2 separate regions of the Zea mays genome follow, and region 1 is linked to region 2. The links are chromatin contacts, called in public Hi-C maps. All regions are on one chromosome and are shown on one strand. The core of a region is the stretch at or near the end of the contact, and the rest is flanking DNA. Distances in the headings are between cores, read along the strand shown. Region 1 has its middle 48 kb from the start of LOC109944191. Region 2 holds the start of LOC100285430.

Evidence for each region. Hi-C and Micro-C count contacts between places; a contact is called where the count stands out from the background.
Region 1: a contact with region 2 is called in a Hi-C map of leaf, with 4 times the contacts expected there. The contact joins the enhancer-like site here to the promoter of LOC100285430 in region 2. A contact is called at or near these places in 2 of 25 Hi-C or Micro-C datasets (ear and leaf).

What each region holds. Positions count from the first base shown.
Region 1 is chr2:58,672,869-58,675,568 of Zm-B73-REFERENCE-NAM-5.0, reverse strand. No RefSeq gene overlaps it. Among protein-coding and RNA genes, the nearest start is that of LOC109944191, 48 kb to the left of the region's middle. Within about 2 kb of position 1,283, at least 17 of the 20 cell types and tissues checked have an H3K27ac peak or open chromatin away from gene starts, as enhancers often do. A contact at or near this core is called in ear and leaf, where this site is marked.
Region 2 is chr2:58,265,950-58,268,649 of Zm-B73-REFERENCE-NAM-5.0, reverse strand. It overlaps LOC100285430, which reads left to right and starts at 1,298. Exons shown (of 8, transcript NM_001158323.2): 1 at 1,298-2,604. The coding sequence starts at 1,936.

The sequences.
Region 1 (2,700 bases), core at 34-2,533, 410 kb before region 2:
TGAGCAATATGAGTCATGGTAGTGATGTGGCTTGGTTATGTTGCAATGCTTAAACTATTGTTCATTGAAGGAGTTTATTTCAAATGAGACATGACATGATCATATGTGGCAAGGTGAAGAAGATCAAAATACATGGCTTGGCTGTGACAAACATGTTGCTATAGTGAACCGCAAGTGGAGGCTAGAATGTGAAACCGTGTGGCGATAAATATACAACAAGGACTTGGCGCCGATGTTACAATGCTCAAACAATGTTGATTATAGGAGCTTAATACATATAAGATATGACATGATGTCATATGGCTTGGTGAAGAAAATCAAGAGAGATGGCTTCGCTACCATAGACCAATTGCTAGTATAAAGGGCAAGTTGGAGACTTAGGTGTGATGGACTATGTGGAGGTGAAGCTAGAGCAAGGACTTGGAGCTGATGGACCAAATGCAACGGTGAAGAGCACACGAAGTTTTGATTCATGAAACAATAAGATCATGTGATGATATAAAGTGGATCATACCATTTTTGGGTGGATGATGAAGAAACTTCATGTTATGGGCAATGATCAAAGGTAGAGTCATTGGCTACACCTATGGATGATCATTGTTCATCATCTGTTGATGGAGGTCGAAGACTTGTGTGGCTTCAGCAACATGGAGATAGAATGGAACGCGCAAAGGAAAGACATGCTTGTAGGAATATTATTTCACCCGTCAAAGGCTGTGTAGAGAAATAATTAACTTCGTTTAGAATAGATAGATGCACTATAAAGAGGGGAAATCTCTTAGTTGTAATGGTTATCTAGTTTCACTAAGTGTATATTTATTTTTGCATACGCATAAGCACTTATTGATGTGGTGAGGTGCATGAGAAAGGTCGTTAAAATTATTTGCAAAAAGATTTATCTAGTGCTTAATTTGCTTTAGCACTTCTAGTTGAGGTAGCACTAAAAAGTGTTAAAATCGATGGCAAAAACCATAGAGTAAAGGTGGAAAACGATTGTCGTCGATGGCTTGCTACTCTTTAGGACAAAATTTGTAAGACCCTTATGAAATTTCAGGCCAAGAGCTTCTATATAGACGTGCGAGTTGCTGGCTCGGAACTTCCAAGAGCCCACAGAAATGTTTGAGCGGGCCCTTTTTATTGGCAGCGTGGCCTCTCAACTGAAATTTGGACCACGACCTAGTTTTTCTAAATGGGAGGCTGTCGCGGGTAGGTGCGCTAGTGCCAGCCTTACTGGTCGGGCCATCTTGTGGTGGCACGGGACATGGCAGGGGTGCAGTGCAGCATGGGTGCTGGGTTGGCCCAGACCTTCATCCGCATAGGGACACACACGAGACCTAGAACCACTGTAGTGCATGGGCCGCTGGGCTTAGAGAGCTAAGGCCTCACATTATTACTCCTCACATTATTACTTCCATATTCTACATCAGTTAAAAAGCCTTCTATGTAATATAAAAAAAGAGTAAACTGTGCAACATGATTTTAGATTAATTGTTCAATATTTAATGGTGTATTACATTAAGCGAAAATAATTCAAAATACTCAACAATACTACTATAACATGATGGCTGTAGAGCATAAAAACTCAAAAGATGAGTCTACATTTTGTTAGACATAATTAGCATATTTGTAAATTACTCATGAATTAGTTCTTATGATTACTTTTTGAATTTAATATTTTTAGTTTTCTCAAGTTTTTAAAGTTGTCTCTGTCACTCGCTCTTTAATACTAACTTATACTCACTCTGTCCCAATTTATAATTCGTTTAATTTTTGTGCCAAGTTTGGTCTACTCGTCTTATTAAAAAAATTTGCAAAAAAATGAAAAATTGAAAGCCATACTTAAAGTATATTGTAGAGTAGACGATATCATAGTAAGAACTAACAATAATTATAACTTTCTTGAATAAGACAAGTCGATCAAATTTGGATACAAAAGTCAAACAAATTATAAATTGGAATGGAGGAGGTATAAATTATCATACTATTTCAAAACATATAGTATATTCATGATATTCTAGTTATTCTAACAAAAGCGGATACAAAAATCATATCTACTACATCAAAACCATAAACTTTCAACAACATGTTAACTTCTGACGGGTTATTATAGCTCTCGCAAGTTAAGTAACTTCCATTACTCTCTAACTTCCGATGACCATCGCTAACTTTCTGAAGTTAGCTATTATGACCTAACGGGCGAAGACGGAGCCCAGCTATTCGACGGCCACGCCCCCGGCTTTTTGTGCCTACCGCCACCACTGTAGCCTCCTGTTGCCACCTCCCATGCCGTCGCGCCACCCCCATGATCTGCACCCCATCATGCCCGCCTCGCTGTTGTAGCTCCACCCTGTTGCGATAACAGCGCCGTCACTGTGCCACTCCCACGACGTAGTGCACGCTGTTGCAACTCCCCTATGCCCGAGCATGGCCCCGTACTGCCCTCGCGTCTACGACCGTCCATGCACCCGTCCATGAGTCATTTCCAGTCGTATTATTCTGAGAGGCTAACTTCTGACGATATCACCTAACTTTCGAGACGAAGTTTAACTTCCGAATGTTTTTAACAAACTTCTAAGAGTGCAGGCTCTTAGAAGTTATTAAGTTTCCTTTAGTGACCATGCTTGATGCTAGGTAGAAATCTCTAGAGATCAGATAGATACACAACTGTGGGACTCCTCCTAGATAAGAGGCTTAAATAAA
Region 2 (2,700 bases), core at 49-2,548:
CCACATCAGCAAAAAGGGCAATCCTATATGAAATACTATCTCTCTAGTGGCATATATGTAGATGTATATGAAAATTAGAAGATATCCATATGGACATACACAATTCAAAGATATTCATCAAACTGAAACAATGAATCACATAAAGGTATAACTATTAGTCTAATTGTACAAGTTTATGGATGTCCACTTGAAAAAAAGGGAAATTGTCAGTCTGCCCAACATTTTGACCCTCAACATTATCAGCAAGTGCATCTACGAGAGCTTTCAATGCACTTTGACTTCTTTAGGTACGGTGAATTGGTGATTACAGCAGAAAGTTGGTTGAAACCATCCCATGACATATTGTACTACTTCAGGAAAATTTTCTTCTAATGGTTACTAATCATTTTAGCTTCTATCACTATATTTACATCTAATTGATTCGCATGAAGAACACAGGGCCGACCCTGGGGGTGGGTAGAGTGGGCGGCCGCCCAGGGCCCCTAAATATATATTAAGTATAAGTATATATTGTGTTATGGATATTTAGTAATTGGTTTTGGATCAAACACTATTTAATAGTCTGTCCCCTAGATGTAGCTTGTTGGAAATCTAAGAAACAAATCGATGAGCCTATTGCAGTCACAGAGAAAACAAATCATCGTAGACTCCTAACACGACGTGGCGACACCCTGAGTGCGTGTTCGATAGATGACTATAGCTGTAGTGTATAGTGTACTAATTCTTATATTATATGTTATATGTGTGTATTTTTCAATCTCATGAACTAATGATTGTTCATTGATATATTCTATGTAGGATTTTAAAGTCTAAATTTTTATCCCAAACTCTTATTTTACTTCGACACCAAGTGAGTAAAAGGCCAAGATAAAAGATTTTTGAATGGTGCATTGTCTGCTACATGAATTTTCGAGAATGTCGTAGAGGTGAATTGTTACCCTAATACCTCTATTGCATATCGAATCTTAGTGACTGCTCTATCTACCATAATTTTTTTAAACTAAAATTATTAAAAAAAATATTTATGATCAACAATCATGTTTTCAAAAACTTTATATGTAAATATATATTAGATATATAATATATATAGAGTGAGAGATAATAGGGACCTCTAAATTAGTTTTCGTCTGGGACCCCTAGAATGCTAGGACCTCTATTACAATCCCTGCTTGATCGCCTCGTGCTGCTTCGGTCGATGGATTTCGCTTGCTCCTGCATCGTATGTGATGGAGCATAACTCTTCTTTTGCGAAGTTCCTCGACGTCGTTTCAAAGCTGGTCCACCCGACATGGAAGGTGGACGAACAGGGTGGTGAGGACGTGTCCTCTAGATCGAAGTGCGGCGACGGGGCTAGAGTTTGAAGAGAAGGCGGATGGGTGATGGTGCTAGCAAGGGGAGGACGACAATTGAAAACAATATGTCATGGGATGGTTTCTTGCTTATTTTGCACATTTGTGTGTTGCGTTTTCTTGCTTATTTTGCACATCCGTTTCAGTTTGATGTAAAAAAGGTAACCCTAGCTAACGTGGCAGACCTCAAAGCATCACTCACACACCATCGTCCTCTCCTTTTGCCAGCACCGCGAACCCGCCACCAGCCTTCTCCCACCCACGAAGTACGGAAGGCTGCCGGAAGGAGCTCTCACCTCACATCCATCTCTGTCGCGCCCGTCATCCTCCTCCTCCTCCCCTCCTCAACTGCTATCGGATTTGCGCTGCAGTGGAGATCGACCCGGGCTGGGAATTTCTTTCGTTGGTAAGGAACCCTAATTTGGTCGGATGGGATTTTCATCTTCGACGAAGCCCGCGAGATTGATCGACCTTAGCTGACGCGAGGGATTGGAAAGCGAACGCTCGGGCGTAGTTAATTTTCTAGGAAGATTGGGGTTTCAGCTCAAACCCCCATGCTCGATGCTGAGGACGACCCTGGCGGGAGATGACGAGGATCTTCGTGCAGCGCGGGACCGCCGGCTCCTCGTCCAGCTCCGGCCGCTCGGGCTCGCAATCAGCGCAGCAGCCGGCAGCAGCTGCCCGGGAGGAGTTGCCGTTGCAACCTCAGCCACAGCTACCAGAACTATTGGCTATAGATGATGTAACTGAGCATTTAAATGAGGGCAACGAGAACAACAGTAGCAGAATTAAGTTTTTGAGGACGGATGACACCATTTCAGAGAGCTCGAGCTACGCAGAGGAGAGGGCTGCCAGGGAGAAGCCTCCTAAGGATGACTCTAATGTAATCAACCCCACTTCCTTGGTAGAGGAACCGATAGTGCTCCATACCCCTGATCAGATTGAACATGGAAATTCTGTGCCGTCAGGAACTAATTCATCACAGATGGTGGGTGCAGCATCGCACCCGCCGCCACCGCCAGCTCCGCCTCCAAAATCATTGTTGGGGAATAGTGGGTTGTGGAGAATGGGACCTGGAAGTTCCAACAGTGTGCGGATTGGATCTCCAAGAAGACCAGTAGCTTGGCCACCAGTGGCAGCTCGGACATCTGCTTCAGGTTCTCGTCCTTCTTCGCCTAGGTCACTCGTTGATGGTGAAGGTTACAATAGTGCTGATGAACAGGGTCCCTGTTACGCCTCGAGTTATGATGATTCGGTATGATTTTTATTTGTCTTGTTTTTCTTTTTATATGAGCTTTGATCCACCCTATGAGCTATGACATTTACAGCAGTTCTATATTCATCACCATTT